Regions from separate parts of the Cricetulus griseus genome. Here region 1 is linked to region 2. A link is a contact called in public Micro-C data. All regions are on one chromosome and are shown on one strand. The core of a region is the stretch at or near the end of the contact, and the rest is flanking DNA. Distances in the headings are between cores, read along the strand shown.

What was found. A called contact is a pair of places that touch in the nucleus more often than the background predicts.
Region 1: a contact with region 2 is called in a Micro-C map of the CHO-K1 cell line, with 5 times the contacts expected there. The contact joins the promoter of Sema4b here to the promoter of Furin in region 2. A contact is called at or near these places in 2 of 8 Hi-C or Micro-C datasets (both in the CHO-K1 cell line).

Annotation. Positions count from the first base shown.
Region 1 is chr3:117,417,797-117,423,035 of CriGri-PICRH-1.0, forward strand. It overlaps Sema4b (semaphorin-4B), which reads right to left and starts at 3,232. Exons shown (of 15, transcript XM_027408230.2): 1 at 2,459-3,232.
Region 2 is chr3:117,205,046-117,210,337 of CriGri-PICRH-1.0, forward strand. Furin (furin, paired basic amino acid cleaving enzyme) reads left to right here and starts at 1,733. Exons shown (of 15, transcript NM_001243986.1): 1 at 1,733-1,942; 2 at 2,326-2,424; 3 at 2,520-2,615; 4 at 3,046-3,174; 5 at 3,257-3,333; 6 at 4,057-4,145; 7 at 4,609-4,781. The coding sequence starts at 1,766.

The sequences.
Region 1 (5,239 bases), core at 1,982-4,481, 210 kb after region 2:
TCACCCCTCTCTTCCTATCTCTTCTACAAGCTCCTTGAGTGCAGAGACCAGACCTGCCTAACTCAGGTTTTTAAAGGTCCAGCCCCAGGGCAGATCTTGGAACCAGCAGGCACCAGGTAAATGCTGACTAAATGAACAAATGAGTTTTCTACTCTTGATGACTGTCTCAAATCATTTCCAAGTGATTCATTCTATTCCTTCCCGGATCCTTTTTTACCTAACTTTCTTTCTGTTATTCTTTTCAAAGAGGTTGGGGGTGGAGGCATGGCTCCATTTCCCTGCCTAGGGCAACCCAGGGTTTTCTTGTTCTCCTTCTTAGCAGCTTTAATGGCTTCACAAGAGATGCTATGCTGGAGGGTGGTTGAATGTTTGGCTCCTGTCAGATGCTGTGTTAAACTGAGGGTCCCAGGGCCTGGGGATGTAGCTCAGTTGGTGGAATGCTTGCTTAACCTGCACAAAGCCCAGGTTGGATTCCCAGCACTGCATGAAACAAGTCGTGGTACTATAGACCTGTGATCCCAGCACTTGGGAAGAGGAGAGCCAGAAGTTTAAGGTCATTCTTGGTGTCAGAGAGTTCAAGACCAGTCTGGGTTACATGATACCAAAATGGATATAATGATTTACTATGTATATAAGACATTTACAATAAACTGTGATGCCAACATTGCAGATGATCTGAAGATGGCAGGAAATGGAAGGCTTTTGCCCCAGGCAGAGCTGAAAGACTTCCTGGTGCAGAGTTCTTGCGCTCTGGGACTCTTTTTTTCATTCATTTCTTTAATTTTTGTTTGAGACAGGATCTCATGTATCCCAGCCTGGCCTCCAACTTCATGTGTCTGAGGATAACCTTGAACTCTTAATATTCCTGCCTCCACCTCTCAAATGCTAGTACAGATGTGCACCACCATACCCAGCCTTCACTTATCATCATCATCATCATCATCTCCTGTTGGTCCTGTGGAATAAATCTAGGGCCTTACACATATCACTAAATATTGTGCTCTACCACCAAGCTACACTGGCCCCATCTCCATCATTTCTTTTTCTTTTTCTTTTTTTTCTTTGTTTTTCGAGACAGGGTTTCTCTGTGGTTTTGGAGGCTGTCCTGGAACTAGCTCTTGTAGACCAGGCTGGTTTCAAGCTCACAGAGATTTTGCCTGCCTCTGCCTCCGGAGTGCTAGGACTAAAGGCCTGCGCCATCACCATCATTTCTTAAATGACATTTATTTACTTACATGGGAGGGAGGGAGCATGTGTATCATGTATGCGGAGGTCAGGGGATCCTTTCAGGAGGTCATTCTCGCCTCCACCATGTAGGACTTGGGATCAGGTCAGGTCATCAGGGCTTGAAGACACCTAGGCACCTTTATCCTGTAAGCCATACTGCCACACACATCCCACCCCATCTTTAGATCACCTGTCACTGAGAGTTCAAGACCTTAAGTGCAAAAAAGATATAACTCCTAGTTCTCTGATTTTCAGAAGAAGAAAAAAAATCACTCTCAACCACAGCCTAGGAAAGAGCCTAAGTTGAAATCCTGACCTTTCTACCTGCTCACTGACTTTATCGCCCAGGAGATAACTGGGTATCTCTAGGTCCATCTTCCCCTGTGAAAACAAAGGAAGAGAAGGGGAAAGGTGATTCCTCAATCTCCCCCAGTTCCAACGAATCCAGTTCTTAGGCAGTCGGCCCTTATGATGACTCCCAATACCTTTTTTTTTCTTTCAAGTTTGTCACCTTTTACTTACTAACTTTATGTGTGTTTGCATGTATGATGGCCATAGCATGTGCCAAGCTGCACAGGTGGAGGTCAGAGGGCAATGTGTGTCCTGGAAACATAACTCAGGTCCTTGGGCTTGGCAGCAAGCGCCTATCTTGCTGAGCCATCTTCCCAGCCCTTCCTGTGATTCTTAAACAACATATTCACATGACAGGTGAGGGAATGTGAACAGAGGTTTGATGACCTTCTAAGTGACCCAGGCCTCCTGAGTCTCTGTGCTAAACTAGAACAGCTAAGGAGAGGCTAAAGCCTCATTCCCAGGACCCCAACTTCCTCCCCCTCCGGGCCCTTAATCCACATTGTTGTTCAGAGAGAAGAAAGAAGCCATGACAAAGGCCCTAACTCAGAGGTCACAACCACAAACATTCAGAGGAGGAGCCTAAGGCCTTTTTCCTAGTAATTTTCCTCCCGGCTGAGGAGTAGGGGGCGGTGTTGAAAGACACTGTAAAAGGATTCGCGAAGAGGCCCCCGGTGGCCATGGGAACGTGGGCCCAACCTCCTGCGCTGCCATGGCAACAGGCTCCCCCACTGGCCCCGGCTGGTGCCCATCAGAGCGTGCAGGTGGCGCCCTCTTGGGAGAGAGGGGCGGGAGAAAGGTGGGGGGTGACGGCGAAGGCCAGGGCTTGTCCTGTCAGCCCCCCCCCAGACCTCAGCTCCCACCTCTCCCGGTCCCCTACCTGGGAGGAGTTATCTCCCACGACAAGGCTACTTGCGCGCAGCTCCGAAGTTCCACAGACTCATTCCCACTGCCAGGTCGTCCGGTTGCCGTCCCTGGGGATCCGGAGCGTGTATCATGAACACCCTGCGTCCAGCGCTCCTGCGCGGTGTCCCCGGAACTGCTGGGCAGCTGCCAAGCCCCGCCCCCCCTCCCCGCGTTTTCGGGAATTGTCCGGAGGTACTCTCCTTGGCTCTGGTCCGCTGCTCCACGGTCCCCTAGCCTGATCCAGCAGTTCAAGACACGATGCTACCCACGTTGGGCCAGGGCCCCCCAGCACGACTGTGCCGCCCACAAAGACCCAATTCTACTGGGTTGCACCCGTTTCTGACCTTGGTTTGCTCGCTGGTGGTCTCCCTAGCTGGAATCTGCTCCTATCCATAGAATTGGAACCCAGATCCACTAACACTTAACCGGTTGTGTTAGCTAGGGCAAGTGTCTTAACCTCTCTGAGCCTTAGTTCGCCTGCAAAGTGAGCATGAAACCAACAGGGACCTCAGCGTCGTGAGAAGCACACAGCACACACCTGGCGCCTGGTCAACCCTCAATAATAGTAGTATTGTTTACAATGGAGGCGAAGAGAAGAGAGGAGTGCAGAGTCGCCTCTCACGGCTCGCACCACTCACGGCTCCGCCCACAAACCTGCGACCCACAGAGCTGGGAGATAGTATAAATATAAACAGCGTTTATCAAGTGACCTTGGCCTGTCCCTCTCCAGCCCTTGCGTCCTGGTTCTCCTATCTTACAGAAGGGGACAGCAGCTTTCTGGGCGGTTCCTGAAACAACCAGTTCTGGGCACGTAAGTGGCTGAGCTGGCCAGAGCTGGCTGGTTAAGAGGCTGGAGACGTTAATAGGCCAAGGGCCAGCGCTTCCGGGGCCCAGATGAGTACTAAGTGCATGATCCTCTGCCTTCTCAGAAAGAGCTCCAGCAGAAAAAGAACGCTGGTTATTAACCTATCTACAAAAACCTGTTACTTAACACATGTTTACTGCAGGAAGGTTGAAAACAGTGAAAAGTAATACCACCCGGGCGTAGGGAGTACTAGTGTGTATTTTGGAGGAGGAAATGAGAAATGATCTTGAATTTCTGATCCCCCTGCCTCCACAATCCCTGGGATAAGGGAACGGCAGATAACCACATCTGAGTTACAGGATACTGAAGGTGCAAAACAAGTCTTCATGCATGCTAGGCTATTACTCTTATCTATACACACACACACACACACACACACACACACACACACACATTTGTTTTTAGACAGGGTCTGTTATGTAGGTCCTGCTGGCATGGAGATCTGGAGATCTTTGGGACACACACCTCTGGAGATAAGTATACGACCCCCAGGGCAGCAACATAAATTTTTAAGGAGCTTCTACCATGGAACATTAAGGCTCTTGAGAAATGCTGAGATGAGCATCCTTGTCAATAAACCTTTAGATACTTCCTCAATTATTTCCTTTTGCTTCCTCTTCATGAGCACGCAATTTAACAGTAAAATATACTGTGTTTCTAGCTCAGGTAGTGAGTGCACTTAGGCAAATAGCTTTGGAAGTCTCCCCACCCTTTCTGTTATCACTGATTTCCGGGCAGTGCTCCGGGAAGTCTACTGGTAAGGACGATGCAAGCACAGCTAAACTAGAGGTCCCTCAAAGGTCACCGTGGCCCTGGAGGCTATGAAAAAGAATCAGTTTCAATTTCCTGAGCACCCTAGTGAGCACCAGCTGCTCGGAAAAACACCAGGAATCCTGGCCCCTGCCAGGCCCGTGGACTCAGCTGGTTTGTGTGGTCTCCTTAGTTCCTTCATTAACCCATGTCCCTCAAGAGAATGTACCCTAAAACTTCCCCCACAGCTTCTTTGCTCTCCATCATTGTTTCTCCCCCTTCACTTCCAACCTTCCTTTTGTTGGGTAAAACATCATTGGAAAAGGTCCCATTAGAAAGGGCCAGGTCTTTACCATTATTGATCCACCAGCCCCAACATCCTGTCAATGCCACCCTTTCTACTGCATGACCTCAGGTGTGGGGAGGTTGGAGTTAATGTGGTTTCAGTTCACCATACATAATCACCATCGGCCTGGCTCCAAACACCCCTTGATTAATGTAGCTGTGTTCATCCTGCGTTCCCCTTCCCTCTCCCTCCCCCCACAGACTACCGGTCTAAGGGTTTAATGTGCGGTCTTGGTTAAGCTTACTATTGCTGTGATGAAACATCTCAACCAAAAGCAAGCTGGGGAGGAAAGGGCTTATTCGGCTTATGCTTCCACATCTTAGTCCTTCACTAAAGGAAGACAGGACAGGAACTCACAGGGCAAGGACTTGGAGGCAGGAGCGGACGCAGAAGCCATAGGTAGGTATGTGCTGTTGACTGGCTTTCTCCAAAAGCTTTGCTCAGCCTGCTTTCTTATGGAACCCATGGCCACCAGCCCAGGGATGGCCCCACCCACAGTGGGCTGGGGCTTCCCCCAACAATCACTAATTAAGAAAACTCCCTACAGGCTTGCCTACAGCCTGACTTTATGGAGGCATTTCCTCAATTGAGAATTCCTCTTCTCTGAAGACTCAAGCTTGTGTCGAGCTGACATAAAACTAGCCAATCAGAATGCATGCATACACGCTCTTCTTATTTCTTTTTGTGACAGGATCTCACTATATAGCTTTGGCTGGCCTCAAACTCTATGTACACCAGATGTGCACCACCACACCAGGCCATGCTTTTATTCTTATGTGTTCCTATAAAATATA
Region 2 (5,292 bases), core at 483-2,982:
AGCAGCCTACTGGAACCTCTCCTAGCTTCCACCTACCCCAGGAGCTTGGCTTGTGGTTGTTGGGGGCCCTTTATGGGGACTGTTATATGGCCCCTGGTAGTGAAGTCTTGCTGTCTGTTTGCTGAAGGAGGAAAAACAACACTCAGGACTATTGATTCAGCCTCACCTTGGTGCTCCTGGCTCAGCAGCCAGTGTTTGCCCTGGCTGCCCAGCTCAGATTACGCAAGGTGGTGGGTCTGGAACAATCGAGGGGGCAGCTCTGGGCCCTGCCTCTAAAGATGGCTGTCATCTCAGTCCTAAAGGAAAGTGAAGCCTCAGGAGTCCTGTGTGCTCAGAACATGGTTTCCCAGCCCCCTCCCAACTTAAGTCACCCACTCTTTCCCTCTCAGGGACTGTGAGTCTTTTCAAACAACTCCCTACAGCTAACCTAATGAGTTGGGTAGACCCTGTTCATTTTTTAAAGCACTAACATGTTATTCTTTTATAAACTATACTTAGGGATTAGGAGAACATACGATAGCACAAAGAAAAAAACCTAACAGTTGCTACTCATAATTCTCACCATCTCTCCAAGGAGCCATTGTTAACATTTTAGTGTGTGTCCTTCCAGATTTTGTTTTGGTTATGTATAAATATGCATGTATAGTTTTAAGAAAACAAAATGGAATCCGGTGTACATGCCATTTTATAATGTAGCTTTCTTTCTTTGGTTATTGTTTGTTTTTTTTTATTTTGAATGACTCAAGCCCTGATTGTATTCTTAACGGAGAAAGGCTTGTGAAGGGAGATGATGGGTCCATGTGCCTGTTTGGCTGACCTTTAGGGATAGGGGCTGGATTCTTCCAAAGACAGCTTGTGTGTATGTGTGTGTGTATGTGGTGAGGCTTTGGGGGATGGGGCAGGAATTGGATCCCTTGGAACTGGGGTTATAAGTAGTTGTGAACCATCCATACAGGTGCTAGGACTAGAATGCTAGTCCTCCGCAGGAGCAGGGGCTACATACATGTGCTCTTAAAGAAGCACTGAGCGTCTCTCCAACCCTGACAATTGTTTGGGGGGGGTTTTGTTTTGTTTTGAGACAGGGTCTCTTCCCAAACCTGAAGCTTGTGAATTTGGATAGGTTGGGTAGCCAGCAAGCCCCAGCAATTCTTTTGTCTTTGTCCTGCCCCTGGTGCTGGAGTTACAGACACAGGCTGCCAAGCCTACCTTTTTATGTGGTTCTGGGACTCCAGGCTCAGGTCTTCATGCTTGGGCAACAGTAATTGTCCCTACTGAGCCATCTTCCCAGAGTCTCGGGTGTTTGTTTGTTTGTTTGTTTGGTTTGGTTTTTCGAGACAGGGTTTCTCTGTGTAGCTTTGGAGCCTATCCTGGCACTCGCTCTGGAGACCAGGCTGGCCTCAGACTCACAGAGATCCGCCTGCCTCTGCCTTCCGAGTGCTGGGATTAAAGGCATGCGCCACCAACGCCCAGCATGTATTTGTTTGTTTTATCCACCTCCCCGAAACTCCTTTTTAGCCCCTGATTAAGCCTTGAAGACAGGAAGGAGAGTATTAGTATGTGATGAGAACCAACTGACTCTTCTTCCTTTCTTCCTCTTGCTCCCTCAGAGCCTGCCCTCACCCTGCTCCCCAGCCCTGCCCATCTCGGCCCCATGCCCCCGCCAGTCAGCTCCGGGGCCCTGGCAGTGAGCAGGCACGTGGCAGCCAAGGCCCTGTGACCAGGCCAGGGAGACAGGAGCTCCGGGGTCCCAGTCATCTGCCCCCCCATGGAGCTGAGGCCCTGGTTGCTATGGGTGGTAGCAGCAGCAGGAGCCTTGGTCCTGCTAGCAGCTGATGCTCGTGGCCAAAAGATCTTCACCAACACTTGGGCTGTGCACATCTCTGGAGGCCCAGCTGTGGCTGACAGCGTGGCACGGAAGCATGGGTTCCACAACCTGGGCCAGGTAGGTTTCTCACCTGGCCTGTTGGTGTAACTTCAGGACATTGCCTCGTGGTGGAGAGGGTGAGGGCATAAGCTTTTGCACCATAAAGTAGAGTGTCTTCCAGGGCATCTGGGCAAGAGGCAGATTCTGGGTGGCTGGGATGGGGTCTGTGGCATTGTCCTGTTAGTGGGCTTTTATCATAGTTGCTTAGAAAAACCAGCACATCTCAATGAGGGTGTCCCCCTCCATCCCCTGCATGTTCTCGTGGGTCTTAAGCAGGGAACAGATGCCCCATCACCACTTGTCTTTGTGAGCCTCCCCAGCAGCCTTGTCCACCCCCTTCTCTGCCTCCCCCAGGGACTGGCAGATGGAAGGCCCATCTCGGTCTCATTGCTTTATTGCAGATCTTTGGTGACTATTACCACTTCAGGCATAGAGCAGTGACAAAGCGGTCCTTGTCACCTCACCGCCAGCGACACATCCGGCTACAGAGGGAGCCTCAAGTAAGTGTGGCCCTGGCCCTTCCAGCTGCCACTGCTTCTGTTCTGAGCCCCCCTCCCTCCCCCACACACACCTATATCATCTATATCATCCCTAGGTAAAGTGGCTGGAGCAGCAGGTAGCAAAACGGAGGACCAAGCGGGACGTGTATCAGGAGCCCACAGACCCCAAGTTTCCCCAGCAGTGGTACCTGGTATGCTGCCTCCTTGGGTTCTGGTCTTCTTCCCCACCACTGTGAGGTGCTGTGAGTGGATGAGGCTTACTAACTCATTGGTTCTCAACCTTCCTAATGCTGTAGCTCTTTATTTAATACAGTTCCTCGTGTTGTGCTGACCCCCAACCATAACAATATTTTCATTGCTATTTCATAACTGTAATTTCGCTATTGTTATGAATGTAAATATTTCTGGAGATAAGAGGGTTGCCGGGGTGGAGGGGCTGGGGAGGGTGTTCACAACCCACAGCTTGAGAACCACTGTTCTAGCCCATCCTGCCTTCCCAGAAGCTATGCATTTCCAGTGGAAACAAGGAGTGGCAATGGGTGGTGATAGAGGGTTTGGGTGGAATGGGTTCTCTGAGTTAGCGACCAAATATCTCTGGTTATGGGCTGGTTGTCTCTGCAGTCTGGTGTCACTCAGCGAGACCTGAATGTGAAGGAAGCCTGGGCCCAGGGCTTCACAGGTCACGGCATTGTGGTCTCCATCCTGGACGACGGCATTGAGAAGAACCATCCCGACTTGGCAGGCAATTATGTGAGGAATGGAGGAGAATGGTGGTGATCCCTCGGTGGGCAGTGTGGTGAGGCAGCTTCTGATGATGGCCCTGTCCTTACAGGATCCTGGAGCCAGTTTTGATGTCAATGACCAGGACCCTGACCCTCAGCCTCGGTATACACAGATGAATGACAACAGGTGAGAAATATCACGCTCCCGCCTCTGAGCGTCTTCCCTCTTACCAGTTAAGGACACAAGGGTGAGTCTGATGTCACAAGTCCCACCTAAAAACTGAAGTCTTTCTGGGCATGGTGGCGGCTCCTTTAATCAAACTGGCACTGGGGACGGAGAAGTTGGCAGATCTCTGTGAGTTTGCTCTACATAGTGAGTTCCAGGCCAGCTAAGTTACATAGTGAGACCCTATCTCAAAAAAACACCAAGATGGGCATTGGTGGCGCACGCCTTTAATCCCAGCACTTGGGAGGCAGAGACAGGAGGATCTCTGTGAGTTCCAGGTCAGCCTAGTTCACAGTGAGTCCTGGGACAGCCAGAGCTACACAGAGCAACCCTGTCTCTAAAAAAAGAAAAAACAAAAACAAAAACAAAAAAAACCCCAACCCCCTCAACCCCCCCCCAAGAAAAACCCACAACTGAGTCCCTGTTTATAGTCCTGGTCCCCCAAGGGAGTTTTGTTTTTGTTTTGGGGGACATGGTTTCCATATGTAGCCCTGGCTGTTCTGGAACTTGCTCTGTAGACCAGGCTGGCCTCAAACTCAGAGATCCACTGCACCAGGATCCAAGGGAGGTTATGATCATCGCAAAGAGGATGGTGGCCCCACAGGGAAGAGTGACTGATGTGACTCAGGGTTACCTGCTGTACTCTGTCCACACCCACTAATGCCGTATTCTTGATCTCGGCAGGCACGGCACTCGGTGTGCGGGTGAGGTGGCAGCAGTAGCCAACAATGGTGTCTGTGGTGTAGGTGTAGCTTACAACGCCCGAATTGGAGGTGGGTATGAGCCTTGGCCCTGGGTCCAACATTGAAGGTGGGGGGACCTCTCATGGACGTTCTCTCTGTCTACCCCCCACCTTCCACGATGGAGCTTTTGGCAGCATGCTGGTCCTTAGCAAATGGAAAAGCTGGACTCCCATGCTGGTAGCATGGTGGAGTGGGATAGGAGCCTCTCAGCAGAAGTCTCCTCCCTTAATCATATCACAGCCTTCGATCCCTGCTCCTCTGAGGCCCAAGGCTTTCTAGTGAAGAATGAGTGGCTTGGGGAGACAGCATCCCCTTTCTTCTTTGGGTCCTGCTCATGAGAAACAGTGGCAGACAATAGATAGGAGCTTTGGGTTTCCCAGCACTGGCCTCTCCTCTCTCTTGCTCCTCCTGGGGTTCAGGCTGGCCTGTGCCTACGGGTGCCCCTGGCAGCTGGACCCACGCAGATCCCTTTTCCCACCTCCTCTGCGGCCAGGGGTGCGCATGTTGGATGGCGAGGTGACTGACGCAGTAGAGGCTCGTTCGCTGGGTTTGAACCCCAACCACATCCACATCTACAGTGCCAGCTGGGGACCTGAGGATGATGGCAAGACCGTGGATGGGCCAGCCCGTCTCGCTGAGGAGGCCTTTTTTCGGGGAGTTAGCCAGGTGAAGTGGGGGTCCGGTGCAACCCTGGAAATCAGGCTGGCTGGTTCTGTCTTTTTTTTTTTTTTTTTCCCCATTTGCTCTTTTTCTTCCCTCCCCCCTCCCTCCCTTCCTCCCTCCCTTTCTTTCTTCCTTCCTTCCTTCTTTCTTTCTTTCTTTCTTCTTTTTCTTTTCTTTCTTTTTTTGTTTTCCAGGACAAGGTTTCACTATGTAACAGCCTTGGTTGTCCTAGAACTCACTTTGTAGACCAGGCTGGCCTCGGAGTCACAGAGATCTGTCTACCTTTGCCTCCAAGTACTGGGATTAAAGGCATGAGCTACCACCTCTTGGCCCTTATTTTTGAGACAAGTTCTTCCTATGTAGTTTAGATTGGCCTGGAACTTGCCATGTAACCATGTAACCCAGGCTAGCCTCGAACTCAGTGATTCTACTGCTTCAGCTTCCTGACTCTTGTGATTATAGATGTGCACCACCATGTCTCGCTCTTGTGTTTAATTTTAATATTGACAAAAGT